2 separate regions of the Ovis aries genome follow, and region 1 is linked to region 2. A link is a contact called in public Hi-C data. All regions are on one chromosome and are shown on one strand. Each heading gives the region's core, a stretch centred on a gene start, on an enhancer-like site or on the middle of the called end of the contact. The rest is flanking DNA. Distances are from core to core; before and after follow the strand shown.

What was found. Hi-C and Micro-C count contacts between places; a contact is called where the count stands out from the background.
Region 1: a Hi-C map of hypothalamus shows a contact between it and region 2, with 3 times the contacts expected there. The contact joins two enhancer-like sites. A contact is called at or near these places in 3 of 16 Hi-C or Micro-C datasets (hypothalamus and liver).

The regions. Positions count from the first base shown.
Region 1 is chr1:203,124,990-203,132,566 of ARS-UI_Ramb_v3.0, reverse strand. VPS8 (VPS8 subunit of CORVET complex) reads left to right here. Exons shown (of 46, transcript XM_060419762.1): 20 at 1-12. Among named protein-coding and RNA genes, the nearest start is that of VPS8, 69 kb to the left of the region's middle. Within about 2 kb of position 4,421, at least 9 of the 54 cell types and tissues checked have an H3K27ac peak or open chromatin away from gene starts, as enhancers often do. A contact at or near this core is called in hypothalamus and liver, where this site is marked.
Region 2 is chr1:202,884,648-202,892,403 of ARS-UI_Ramb_v3.0, reverse strand. It overlaps C1H3orf70 (chromosome 1 C3orf70 homolog), which reads right to left. Exons shown (of 3, transcript XR_001021688.5): 2 at 5,277-6,593; 3 at 1,832-4,694. Among named protein-coding and RNA genes, the nearest start is that of C1H3orf70, 120 kb to the right of the region's middle. Within about 2 kb of position 1,358, at least 6 of the 54 cell types and tissues checked have an H3K27ac peak or open chromatin away from gene starts, as enhancers often do. A contact at or near this core is called in hypothalamus and liver, where this site is marked.

The sequences.
Region 1 (7,577 bases), core at 3,172-5,671, 240 kb before region 2:
CAACATTTTCAGGTACACATTTGCAAGTGCTTCTAATAGACATTACTATGAACAGGTCTAGAACTGGTCTTTGATATTATTTGAGAATGGAACTTTCATGTTTTGCTTAAACATTTTTCAGTATTCAGAGCTTTATTACAGGGTTTATGGAACATTCTCAGTTATTAAATTTTGAAGTAACAGGTGTACAGACACGTGGGAACAGATGAGTAAATGTTGTGGGGTGTCAGTGCTTAGGTACTTGGTGCTTCATGGAAGGAACGGATGTGTGTATGACGGTACATACCTGTGAATTGACACCTTACACCTTGCTGATGACTAACACTTTTGTTGACTTGTTGGACAAGTGGACCACCAAGGTTTAAATTTAGCGCTCTTAGGAGCACCTGTGATTCAAGAATAGGTACATTGCAAAAAAATTATGATCTCTTAAATACACTAATAAAACCTTTAGTTTCTCTTGAAACTCAGTGAAAATAGAAGTCAAGGAATGATTTAAAGATCTGCACAGTGTTTATTATAAGAGTATTTACCATTTGCAATCATCTCAAAGTATATTTGTTGGGAATCTGTTTCTTCTTCACTCTTTTAACAAATATTTGAGGGTCTGGTACAGCAGTCAGCAAACATTTTCTAAAAAGGGCCAGATGGTAAAATTTAAGCTTTGTGGGGTACATATGGTCCCTGTCACATGTTCGTCCATGTGATTTTTTTTTTAACTTGTTTTTAAACAACCCTTTAAAAGTGTAAAAACCATTCGTAGCTGGGAGCCATTCAAAAACCGGCTGTGGACAGGACTTGGCCCATGGGTCAAAGTGTGCAACCTCTGGTCTAATATGTTCTAGGCACTGGATGATAGTGTGCAAAAGATGTGTGCTTCTTGTTATCTTGAAGTTAATAGTCTAGTCAAAATAACTTTTCTTGTGCACATTAGTGGACACGTTTAGAAATAATACAGGGTTTTGGAGTTGGAGGAGCAGACACAGCTCATATCTTTTTATATTTCCATTTGATGCTCTTAACTTTGGAAGGCAAGAGTAGATATGGCAGTAAACAGTTGGAGGGTATCAGAGCAGGATTTGGTTTCCTGACTGTACTATTGAATGCCATCGTATTGGGCTTCTAGCAAAGTAACGTTTATTACCTTGTGGCTAGAGCCTCATTAAATTTGAAGTGAAGAAGAGAAAGGAGCTTATATAAGGTTATAGAAATAGATAAGCTAGGAGGAAAACATATGGCAGAAAGAAAGCATTTGGGGACAGAACTATTTAGGAATAGTACCTGCTATATAAATGATTTTGTATATCACTGCAGTATATAGAGAAAAGAAAACTCAGTATTTTAACAAGAGAATATCTGTTATCAAGAAGTGATAGAAAAAAAAAAAAGTGGTAGGATGGTACTCATGTAAGAACTCTGGTTGTTGGAAGGTGTACTTTGGTGAAAAGAAACATCCAATAGGGAATGCTTAGAGGGGTTAATGAGGAGGATATGTGTGTGTGCGTGTGTACACATGGCGTGCGTGTGAATATACACATAAGGTAGAAACCACTTTGTTGGGGAAGAACCTGGTAGAGAGCTGTAAAAGGAAAAAGGAAACAAAAGTGATGTTCTGACAGAGAAATATTAAGGAATCTCGGCATGACAGGGACTGTAGATGATGGTTTCTAAAACAGATTTTAAAATTTTACTGAGAAACAAATTATGGTAGTAATTAACCATCTAGATATTTGTCAAAAGTTTAATTCTGCTAAAAGAGTATCTAATAAAATTTTGATTTATTAATCACTTAGCCTCATAGGCGATAAACAAAACAGTGGTGGGAATCATTATTCTGAATTTACTTTTTACCAATGATTGGGGAAGTAGAAGAGATAAACTATTGATAGAAAAATTATCTCTTTATTTTAAAGATTATAATAACATCTCATGAGGAAAAATAACATTGCGAATCCTGTATTTTAGAAAGCAGATATTTCAGGAAAAAAAAAATGGGCACGGTCTCATGGTTATAGGCCAAAATACTAACATACCCCTAAATACTAAAAGATTCACAAAGAACAGGACTTTTTTTTTTTAAACTTTTTATTTTGTATTGGGGTATAGCCAGTTAACAGTGTTGTGACAGTTTCAGGTGAACAGCAAAGGTACTCAGCCATACATACACATGTATCCATTCTCCCCCATACTCTCCTCTCATCGAGTCTGCCAGATAACATTGAGCAGAGTTCCGTGCACTATACAACAGGTGCTTGTTGATTATTCATTTTAAATATAGCAGTGTGTACATGCCTATCCCAAACTCCCTGTCCTTTCTCCCCATCCTTCCCCCCGGCAACCATAAGATCGAAGAACAGGAAATTCTTAAATTTTGACACAATAACCACAAACAATCCAAAGAGAAAAGACATGGGGAAGAATGTTGAGAGAAGTATGTCTATAAAACACAAAACATCTACCAAAGTTGGAGAGAGGTGGATAACCAAAGATACTTGTCAAAAGCATGAAGAATCTATATGACTATCAGAAAAGAGACTCGTATGGTCCAGATTGTACCTAACAAGATACTAAAGGACACAGAGGGGTTTTGACAAAGATTAACCTAATACATATATTACATGCCAAGTACTACGTGAAGGGTGTGGCATTCATTTTTGTTTAATTCCTGCAACAACTCCATGAAGTAGATCCTGTTTTTATCCTCATTTTATAGAAGAGGAAGTTTAGGCTGAGAGGGGTTAAGTGACTTCTGAAGATGATAATGCTGATAAAGTTTGGGGTCAGAACTCCAGTCCAGGATATTCTGACTTCAAAACCCAGCTCTTAAGTAACCATTGTACTGTATTGTTGTTTTCAGAGCAAGTTCAGGGACAGGATGTGTGAGAAGGGGTGATATTAGTAGACGATCAGGAATGATAATTATAACAAACATCTAAAGTATTCAGTGCTTACTGTATGGCAGACACTGTTACAAACCATTTACACATGTTAACTTATTTAATTCCTGTAACTCTGTGAGGTAGGTTTTGTCATTATTCACATTTATGAGTGAGACCGAGGCACAGAGAGGTTATATCACCTGTTGCAGATCACACAGCTAGTGAACAATAGAGCTGGGGTTAGAATCCAGTACTGGGACTTCAGAGTCCACATCTGGAATGCTACACTCTACCCTGGAGCAACACTTCCGGTTTTGCTTCCCTTTTCATGAGCACAGAGAGTGGTCTTTTAAAATGGAAAAGTCCAGATAAATATATTAAAGAAACAGGCTGAAGCCCAGCATATGTTTCATATAGTTACATTATGATTGTTCAGATCTCAAGACCCAGTGGAATTATAACCCATAGTCCTATTTGAACAGTCAGAGCTATCTAAATAATTTGTAAGTAACTTTGGATCAGTTTTCAAATAAGGCACACTTGCTTAAGCATGGATGCCTAAGCAGAGAAGACATAGCTTATTTCACTCAGGAGGATATACTTTTGAAAAAGGTGATCTTTAGCCCATTAGGATGAGTAAAATTCATGCACAAATGGCCACAAATCTGCTGTTTTAAGTGTTAAATTGTAAATATTTAATCATAAAATAGTAAAATAGGTTAACTCTTACCGTGTAATCTTGTAGAAGAAAAGTAGATGTAGGCACTATCCGCTGTAACCCCACTGTGGTTTGTGAACATTTTCCTTGAGTTCACTTAAGAACAACCTTGCTGAACTCATAAAAACTGCACTTTTGAAAGGAATTTGAGGACACTACATTCATGCAATGCTTATTACATAACATCTTGATTTTGTTAAAGCATTTGCCTTAGTTTTCCATTACCCTCATTGCTGAGATGGATTAGTAAATAGTAGATTTATAGATGATGAACATCCCTACTCCAAAGAGTATTCTTGCAGGCCTAGTATTAATTACTTTCTAGGGCTCTTTCATATCCAAGTTTTTATCATTGATTTGGATGAAGATTTATTGAGTGGCTTGTCGAATTTGGATAGAACCAAGAATCAGGGTCCAAAATGCTCTTGACAGAGTGCAATCAAAATTGTTATGAGGTGAAATTTAGCAAAGATAGACATCAAGACTAGCACTAGATTCAAATAATTAAATTGAATGCATCCTGGGTTGGGAAAATCTAGCTGGACAGGATTTTAGTTGACCATAAACTTAGTATGAGTCAATTGTGTATTAAGACCCAGATAGCCACTGGGCTATGTGTTGAAAATAAAAGTCTAAATAAGGTAGTTTATGGACTGTTGACAGACCAGTTTTTATCCAACAACTGGGCTGCTGGGAGGTTTTAAAAACAACAGTTAAAAAATACCGAGTTGTTTAATCTGGGGAGAAAGTAAGTACAGACGTGGCTGCTTTCAGATGGTGAAGGACTATCATAGGGAGATTTATTGTACTGCAGCAGAGGCAAGGCTAGAATGTGAAAGTGAAAGTCGTTCGGTTGTGTCAGACTCTTTGTGACCCCACGGACTATACAGTCCATGGAATTCTCTAGGCCAGAATACTGGAGTGGGTAGCCTTTTCCTTCTCCAGGGGATCTTCTCAACCCAGGTCTCCTGCATTGCAGGCAGATTCTTTACCAACTGAGCTATCAGGGAAGCCCATAAGTGGGTAGAAATCAGGAGAAGGTCTAGTTCAGTTTTAAATGATCTAACGATTATGTAATAAGTCTTGGACTGTGTACCTCCTACTGTCAAATGTTGAAGTAAAAGAATGATGACCAGCTAACTAGGAGATTTTTTTGATTAATTAATTTATTTTAATTGGAGGATTATGACAGTATTGTGGTGGTTTTTGCCACACATCACCATGAATCGGCCACAGGTGCACGTGTGTCCCCCATCCTGAGCCCCTCTCCAATCCCCCTCCCCACCCCACCCCTCTGGGTTGGCCCAGAGCACCAGCTTTGGGTTCCCTGCTGCATGCATAGAACTTGCACTGGTCATCTATTTTACATAAGGTAATGTACATGTTTCAGAAGGCAAAGTGGGATGATTTGAGAGAATAACATTGAAACAGGAGTGTCTATAAAAGACTTTGTTTTGCTGGGTGGGAAGATCTGAGACTTCATTATCATTATCAAGAAACTCATTGGAAACAGGTAACCAGTAATCCAATTAGTTGAAATTCCTAAGACTAGATTCTATCTCAGTCAGAATGCTGAGCATTGGGACTTCCTTGGTGGTCCATTGGTTAAGACTCTACACTTCCAATGCAGGTGGTGCAGGTTTGATCCCTGGTTGGGGAACAAAGATTCCACATGCCCTGTGGCATGGCCAAAAAAAGAAACAAACTGAGCATTTACATTTTACCAGCAGGTGGCACTCATGCCTGCTGTCTCAGTTTTAATCTTTACCTTTGAGGAGGAGCCTCACCTTTTCCTTAGAATCAGAATATATAATACCATTCAGTATTTTTGCTTTTCTCCAAAGATCAATCAATATTTGCCCCATCTTAACTACAGAAGATAGCTTTTGGATCTCATGATGTTTTTGACAGGCTTTGGCTTTTATTTGTCTAAGAAAGGTTCGAACCTATAGTTATAATTTATTTGTATAATAGCTAGTAAGATCAAAGAGAATTAAAGTGTTCTCTTGTCTCATACATCTTGAACCTTGCCTTTTCTTCAGGCTGTCTTTCTTATCCCCAAAACAAAGCGTGAAAGTGTTAGTTGCTCAGTTGTGTCTGACTTTTTGTGACCCTGTGGACTGTAGCCCACCAGGCTCCTCTCTCCATGGGATTTCCAGGCAAGAATACTGGAGTAGATTGCCATTTCCTTCTCCAGGGAATCTTCCCGACCCAGGGATTGAACCTGGGTCTCCTACATTATAGGCAGATTCTTTACTGTCTGAGCTGCCAGGGAAGCTCCTAAAAACAAAGTCAGACAGCAAACAAATCCCTTCTTTGCCCCATGCCATCTCCCATAGTCTTATTATGCCTCTTGTTTGTACAGTCTCAACAGAGCCACACATAGCTGTCTTCATCTCCTCACCTCCCTCTCATTCCTTGTCTATGAATTCTGTGGGCCCTTTTATTCTTCATCTTATTGGTCCTCAGTAGCAATCAACACAGTTAACAACTCTGGAAACAAGTCTGTCTGTCTGGCTTCTCTGGTATCATACATTCCAGGTTTTTCTTCCTCTTTCTCCTGCTACTAATGTCTGTCTTTGTTCATTCTCAAGGTATTGTCTGTCACTCGAGAGTATTTGTTAAAAATGCCTTTTCTTGAGTTATTTCCCTGTTCTGCTGAGTTAGGCTCTCTGAAATTGGTGACCAGGATTTGAAATCAGCCCCTGAGATGATTCATCAGCATGTTGGAAGTTTAAGAATCATTACTTTATCTTGTGACATAGGTAAATAGCTATCTTACTATTACCTCCAACCTAAGTTGTTCTGAGTTCCAAGATCCCTATAGTTAAGTTGTCCATTTACATCTTCACTTGGGTGTTTTATAGGTGCCTCAAACTCATGAGGGTTTTCCCTGGTGCCTCAGATGGTAAAGAATCTGCCTACGGTGCAGGAGACCCGGGTTTGATCCCTGGGTCAGGAAGATCCCCTGGAAAAGGAAAGGGCAACCCATTCCAGTATTCCTGCCTGGAGAATTCCATTGACAGAGGAGCCTGGTCGACTACAGTCCATGGGGTCACAAACAGTCAGATATGACTGAAGACTAATATTTTCACTTTCAAACTCATGAACTGCCTCTGCTGCTAAGTCGTGTCAGTTGTGTCTGACTCTGTGCGACCCCTATAGATGGCACCCCACCAGGCTCGGAACATTACCTCTCAAAACCTTATCTGATGACCCCTGTTTTAGTGATTGGATCCATGTTCACCTAAAGTAAATTGAATGATTCTTGTCTTTGACTTGTTCCCTTTCCTGCGTCTTGACTATTTCTCCAATTTAATCATTCTGTCTAGTCTACCACTGGCCTGTTCCACATCACTATCAATCTTCTCTTGGTATATTACCATAGCCTCTGCACTGATCTTGCTGTACATAGTCTTATTGTACTTTAGAGACCATTTTTCCACACAGCAGCCAGAGAGAAATGTATTATGTTTAGACATAAGACTCTCAGGATTTTAAAATATCTTAAGGGCTTCTCATTTCACAGTAAAGACTGAATTCCCAGGCGGTTTCTAGGGCTCTGTGTGATCTATCCCTGCCTGTATTTCCCTAATTCTCTGTATCCCTTTCATACCTCAGAGTTCTTTTCAGATCCTTGATATTGCTGTTCTTTCTTGACTCAGAGCCTTTGCCCATGGTGTGTTCTATGCATAAAAAATGCTTACCCCTGCCCTTTATTTTTAGCTACTGTGTATTCTCAGGTGCCAGCTTAAACATCACTTCCTCTGACTTCCAGACTGTCAGATTCATTTCTTTGTAAAAATTGTCACTTAAGTCACTCATTCAGTGTGTCTTCCCCAGGTAGACTTTGTAAGGCTAGGGACTTGTATGAGTTCAGAGACCATTTTTTAATCTTTTCACCACTGTATTCCCAGCATCTGGTTTAGTGCCCTTGATTTTGATAAGTATTTGTTGAAGGAATTTTTAAAAATACATGA
Region 2 (7,756 bases), core at 109-2,608:
AGGACACACAGTCCGCAGCCCAGCCTTCAGTAGCCCCTCCCCCAGGCAGGGGAGCAGGTGGGAAGCTGCCCAGACTCACGGGATCCTCACTCCCTCCCACAAACCTCCAGCAATATCAGGCTCCACCTGCACTGACTGTCCTGGGACTCATTATCTTCCAGCTTACAGGGTTTGTTTCTGAGTGCATAAGTAATTATCAACTCATTCTTTGAAAACTAGGAAAATTCCAAAAAGCAAACAGAAAAACACCATGAATATGCAGGCATGTACTCTGATCTGCCTGGTTTCTGAAGAATTCTGACTTCTAATTGCTTCTCCTTGACCCTCACCCCAGCAAGCCTGAGTCCTAAGGTCCCATCTTACCCCTTCATTCAGCACAAAATCAGAGTGGCACTCCAAGGGTTAAAGGCATTACCAGTTCCCAGTGATTGAAATGTAATGAGGACGAGATGCTAAATTAAAGTTTATTGCAGAATAAAAGTGTGTGTAGTCAGCATCTGTAAGATGCTACAATGAGATGCTTTCTAGAACTTGGCAATACAATTATGTAGAGAGTTAAATTAGTAGAATACACACACAGTTGATGAGATTAGCTGTCTACAAAAGTCATTTTAAAAGATAAGTTATCTTTTGTGAAGGCAGGAAGAGCTAGCCTAGATTCATGATTAAACACAGAAGCAGCAATGGCCGGATCCAAGCACTGGGATGTCTACAGAAAGATGGCGTGCAGGCACTGCACGTGCTTGTGTGCGTGCACGCGCCCTGGGGGGTGGGGGTGGGGCTCCATGTGGAGCAGGGAACGGCGGGGGGGAGGGAGAAGCCTGGCAGCATCTGGATGAGGAGGGGGAAGGTGTCTGCTGGGTCAGGGACAGAAAGGGGACCCTGTGCCCTGCTGCTTGCCCGCTGTCTGCCTCCTGGCTCAGCCCCCAAGGTCCTGAGAGTGGGAAGGCCTAGAGGAGGAAGCAAAAGGCCCAGCACATGGGCTCCATGGCCAAGCTGACTGGGTTCAAATCCAAGTCCCACTTCCTTGCAAGCTGCACCACTCCGGGCAAATGTTTACTTCCTGAGGCCTTTTCCTGGTGTACAGGATGCTGCGCCCTCTCCTGGAGGGCTGCTGTGGGGATAACTCAGGAAGCAGGAAGGCAGCTGCACCATTGTTGCTATGAACAGTGGTATTACTTTTATTACTGATGAACAAATTTATTTAGCACTCCCCATGAGGTTATTCAGGAAAAGCCAACCCCAAAGCTGCTCTGCTCTTGGTGTGAATACAAAAATCAAGCTCTTGGACCTGCCACGCTGAGCCTTGGTGACCAAGTGACCGGGTCCCGAGGCTTAGCAGGGCAGCAGCCACCCTGGCCGCCAGCCTGCCGTCAGAGCCAAGTCTTACGTGGAATATGTGAGCTGAATACACAGAGTGCAGTTCTGTGTGAAATAAATCCTATTTGTGAGGGAATGTAATTTTTATTTGTATGAACCACTGAACTGAACTGAATGCAGCCAACAAAACAGTTATTTAAAGGGTTCTGGGAGTTATCACGAGTGCTGAGCATTGAGTGTATAGTGTACATAATAATAATAATCTGCAATAAGTTTCTGTAAAATTTAAACGGAATAATGACGTAAATGACTTATTTCCTAGCACAAAGTAAGCACTGATATAATTTCCTAGCACAAAGTAAGCACTGATATAAATGCTTTCACATTTTCCAAATGAGGTTTTTTTGTTTTTCATTTAGCTCACATTGTGTTACTATTTAATCAGACAGAACTTCTCCAAAGGTGGGGGTGGGGTGGGGAGGAAGGATATTCCAAAACTCAAAATAGCATATTTGTGCTGGTAAAAAAGGAAAAAATCACGTTTATTTTACAAGATAGTATTCTCCTAAAGTATTATACAGAGAGGAAAGTTGAGCTGTTTGTAGGAAAACAAGGTAATTTTAGGAAATTAGAGAAGAATCAACATTGTGCTTAAAACTTGAAAACAGACAGGTTTTAAAAATCACACAGTAAGTGAATATTACAAGGTACGAACAGCCTTAGAAGTACATATGAACACCATGATATGGAAGCTCAGCGTTAAAACCGCTAGTGGTGATCTGCTTTTAGACTGGTCCAGCCTGTGAAGAGGGCACTTCCATCTGAGCAGAAAGAACTGAGCACGACCAGAGACGGGCCCCTTCCCAGCACAGCCAACTCTCGATTACCCGTGATAATGAAAGGGAGCAGTGACACAGATTTTCTAAAGATTAGTTCTTCCAAAGTTAGTTCTGAGTGCCCGTGTACTCATGCTTGAACGTGAGAAACACAGACATCCCTGGACTGGCGGCACTGCTTTCTCTCCTCCTCACGGGGAAGAGACAGCACACAAAAGCCGGAAACACTGCTGGCCTTCTTACTGCGCTGATACCTCCTCTGGAGTTGGAGAAAAAACCAAGGCGGCTTCGGTTTCCTCATGTAAAGATCCAAAACGTGTCAACAAAATTTTGCAAATAACATGGAATTATAAGTGTTGACAGTATATTTTTTTTAATTGTGCTTTTTTCCCCTGTTGCCTAAAAGTATTTATACCACCAAAGTATCCAGTATTTTGACAGCTTTCTAAATTACCTAGTTGCATCCTACTGCCTAAGTAGAGATACTTGCATAAAAGGAGGTTATGATCAAAGGAACTATGATGGTTCAAACAGGCCAGGAAGCAGAGATTAAGAAATAAAAACTACCACTCTCAAGATAAAATCAAATCCTAGATCAAATCCAAAAAGGTACTTCAGGAAAACAACTTCATGGTTTTGTTCTGGTCCTGCTGAGTTTATTTTGTACTGTATTACCTTGAACTACAGGTCGTCCCCTTCTAGGAATGCGGCAGTTTTTCTACAGAGGTTTTTCTCAGATATGCATTTCAAATCTTGAATATACCTAGATTTTTTTATTGTAAAGCTTCCATTGTTAATGTACCAAATAGTTAAAACCACAAAAGCATTGTAATTGCTTTGTTATTTCTCAGAAAAGTCATGAACACATATGAAACTCGAAAATGCTAAAAGAAATCTTGGTTAGATCAGAAAGCTAAACTCCACACAGTACTTATTCCGTATCTTCTACCTAACAGCTTTTACACCAACTTTCAAAAAGTGGGAATGGTGTCAGTTTTTGACAAAAGCCTGAGAGAGCAGTTTTTCCATTCACACAGCCCGACTCTTTGCCCCAGGTGAGCAAAGGTCCAAGCGATAAAGGTTTCGTATCTCTCAATGTACAAGTATTAATCAACAGCCTATTTAACATAACTGTGTTCAATGTCTATAATACACACTGCAGTCTAAACATTTTCTAAAGTGCCTATAAATATGCTTATACAAATGAGTAATGTAGTATCAGGATTACAGAGAAATTCTTTCATATAATACAGAAGAGAATAGGCCTCGAATTTAAGTTGAAACTACATATTTTTATACCCTTATAATTTGTTTTGAAATGCAAGCATAAGGAAACAATTCTGGTTCAATCATATATGATTTTCAGATAATTATTAATATTAACAGTGATAGGACAAAAACAATTCTTGTTTGTGCTTATTTAGAAAAGGCTATTTTGAGATCCAGGAGTATTTTATATTTAGAATCCAATGGGATGTCTCCAATTCTATAAAATTGATAGTAGTAAGTGAATCTTAGTGAGTTTTTAATTATAAAGAGTTTGTGCGAGTATTTAAAGTGATTATCAACTAGTGTTAAATCCAAAAATTCCATTAAAATCCTGGCTAATCTGAATGGCAGTTCAGGAGTTTTAAAAAACAGGAACCTAGGCAAAAGTCACAGATACAAATATGAACGGCCCAACCCTGACACAGCCAGCCTGAGAAGCGTGCCCCGGAGCCCATGGATTCCCATGGCCCTGGAGACCTGCTGGTTGACCCCAACTATCAACACGTTAACAGATGGAGGAGAGGACTGACAGGAACAGTGCGAACAGAGCCTCATATTCCTGGCCAGGGGTGAAACGAGCTCACCCACGGCTAGGTGCAGATAGGACCCTGATTGCAGGTGGCCAGTCAGTCCCGGCGGCGCTGAGAGCCCAGCGCAGGGCTCATCAGCTCTGTCCCTAAGCCTGTCTCCCCACACCTGCCTCTGTCGCCCTCTCCTGGGCCCCGCTGGCCCTGGAGCTCCAGACACCATCTTCTCAGGTTGATGTGCTGAGTCTTTCTGTCTCAGTGAGTGGGAACTTCGTGCTGGCTGCATTCTCCCTAGCACACAAAGTGTTAAGTAACACTGCTTTCAAAGGAACACACACTCTGCTTTCTAAACCCTTAAGGATGTTTAGGGCACCTGAACCTAACAAAATGTTCCAGCATTTTGCTGAATGTAGCACATACAACTAGGAAAGCAGGTTCTGCCTGGAGAGATCTGTGCAGGATGCCAAGTGGAGGCTTCAGGAAGGGACACCACAGGCCTCTTCTTGTTTCTTAAAACATGAACTAACGTGACACAGAAGAGTTGCGTCGTAACGCCGACGAGCACACGACGATGCCATGGGAGCGCACGCGTGGAGGCTCAGGGCCCAGGAGACGACTCTCTGTCTCCAGCTTGGGCAGTTCAGTCTCACACGGCCGCGTTTCAAATCCCCCGGACTCGTAACTATGCCTCACAGACAGTGCATCTGGAGGAATGGCAGATAACCAACTCACACGGGAACACCTGTTATAAATGGAGATTAGGAGCAAAATTCTGAAGAGAGCTAAACAAGGAAGAATCAGTCACTATTTTATGCGTGTAAGAAAAGAGAACATTTACAATAGCCCATGAATATTACTGTAGTAAAGGGAATGAATATTACACAAAATATTTTCTCCTGACTTAGCAGTGAACTATTTCAACAGTTTTTGCATTGGCATAAAAAATCCATGCATCATACTGAATTCTAATCCATTTCTCACCTAAGCCATTCTAATGCTTCATACAACCAAATGAAGCAGAGTTAATCAAACCTATTAGATTCATTCCTAATCCCTAAAGGACTGCTGTCTTTAGCATTTCCATGCTAACTAAAACTATTTATCGATTTTTTTCCTTAAGACATCAGATGTGGCTGCTTCCTAAATATAATACCTATATGACTTCCTAAAAGTCTCCCGCAGATTTGAACAATTTTAAAAAGCAGGGAAATGTTGGGGAAGCCACCCCTGAGGCTAGCTCAAATGCTACTCCTTCTCCAGCCAGCCCAAGCCAAGTGCATCTCTGCCTCCCCCGGGGTTCCCAGGGCACTCGAGGTCCCCTCACCTGCATAGATTACCTTCCCTCGTGGACTATGGTCCCTCCCTGCTAGGAGTCAGGCCTTATTCATTCTGTATCCACAGCACCCTGGAGAGGGGATAGGCATTCAAGCTAAGCTGGACTGAGCATGAAACAGATGATGTCATCTCTTCTGGAGCGAGGCCTAGCCCAGCCCCAGGTCATGAAGGGCTGGTTGTGCAGACACTGCCTTAACGGGGGGCTGAGCTGGCCTCCAGGAAGCCGTGGCCACACTGGCCCAGAGCCAGTGCAGGTAGTGGAGGGATGAGGAAACGACAGAATGGCACGCACCAGAGCACACCCTGAACTGGTCACGTGAACCAGTTTTCCTCCCGGGGCTAGCAGGGTCGCGGTGCTCATCAGCATGCCAGAAGGACTGCCCGGGGGTTGTTCTGCCAAGAACTGGCTCCTTAGAGAGCAGCGTCTCCTTCACTCTGCGTATCTCCTCAACCTGATCCATGACGCTCTGTGATCATCACTTCATCGCTTTCAAAGTTCCCAGAGAAATTAAGGCTGGGTCACAATTCATGACACCAGATGCTACAAAGGAAGGAAGTGAAGATACAAAAGAAAACCATTTATAACAAAAGAATGTCTTAGCTATAAGACGAATTTAAAAGTGAAGCTCAATCAGCAGACCACTGAACTGCTACGGTTGTTACAGAGGGGCAGGAAACACTGAAAGGGTCCATCGGACAGAAGCACGGGAGCTCAGCGTGGAGCAGAGGCGCCGCTCCCCGCCGGGCCCTCACACGGTGGTTTCTATTGTCTCAATCACTTCCAGATCAGACTGCGAGGGGGAAAGGAGGGTGCACTCATCTGGCTCCCAGCTGCTCTCTGGGCTGTAATCTTCCTCTGAGCTCAGTTCCGCTCCTTCCTCTGTGTCCTCGTCACACGATTCCACATAGTGAGCCCCGATCGCGTTAATCCCAGAGTCCTCGGAACTTGAGGGAGAAGAGCAGTGATCTATTTTTGGTGTACTGCTCTCTTTTGAAATAAAGGCATCGTGTGCAGAGACCTCCTCGGGGCTCATTTTGTGGGAATGTGGCGCCGGCTGCTTCTGCACGTAACACATCTTCCCATTGATACATTTAACCTGATAGTTGTCAATAAAGAGGTCTGAGATCATACAGTACCTTGGCGAGTCAGGGGGCAGAGGGGGCTGGAAAACAGATGCGAATTTCAGAAAGTGTTCAGTGAGGGAGACCGAAATCTGAATGGTGTTCGCAGGCTCCCGAGGCTTCGCAGGAATCTCAGTGCTGGGCAGCTGTTCCACAGGGGTCATCGGCTGATACACATACTTGCCTGTGGGGGACACAGAAAGGCAACTGAAATCCAAGAGCACTACAGCTGCTAGGCTAAGGTAGCCATGATGGTTTCTCTCGGAGGACTCAGAATGTTTTTACAAATATTTCAAAACCATCTCCAAAGAAACTAAAAATAGAATCAACAAGGTTATAATCAATCAAAAATTCAGCATGGTACATAAACATCATGGTGTTTTCATCCAAAAACTCAATACACTTTACAAATCTTAATTTTATATTTGAGTCTTTTTAATGCTTCTGGAGTAGGTGGGTGGATACTATCATCCTTATTTTACAGGCATCTTGAAATGATTTACCCATCATGCCAGAATAAAGAACATTTACAATATAATATGGTAAAAACACACTGTAAAATAGTATTGTGGTTGTTATTCAGTCATGTTCAACTCTGTGACCCCATGGACTGCAGCATGCCAGGCTTCCCTGTCCTTAATCACCTCCTGGAGTTTGCTCAAACTCATGTCCATTGAGTCAGTGATGCCATCCAACCATCTCATCCATTGCCATCCCCTTCTCCTGCCTTCAATCTTTCCCAGCATCAGGGTCTTTTTTAGTATGTCGGCTCTTTGCATCAGGTGGCCAAAGTACTGGAGTTTCAGCTTCAGCATCAGTCTTATTTTATGGTGTAAAATAGTATAATACACCATAAATTATAATTCCATTTTATCTTTAGTGATTAGATGCTAATATAGAAACTTAAACGGGCTTCCCCAGTGGCTCACCAGGAAAGAATCCACCTGCCAATGCAGGAGACTCCAGTTCGATCCCTGGATTGGGAAGACAGATGCCCTGGAGAAGGAAACGGCAACCCACTCCATTATTCTTGCATGGGAAATCTCAAGGACAGAGGAGCCTGGTGGGCTTCAGTCCACGGGGTCATAAAAAGTTAGACAGAATTTAGCAAGTAAGCAACAATGGATATTTCAAATTTATTAACAGGATTATGGAAGACTTTCATTCTTCAGGTTTCTAAATGTAAATCAGAATACACACACACATACACACACATTTAATAGATAACAGCCTATAGGATTGTCCCGGTCACCCTCAGTGGCTGGGGTAAGGTGCAGAGTATGAAACGATCTCTTTTAAAACCCAAAGCTCATCAGTGACCTAAACAGGAGATATTCTCCCTAATGC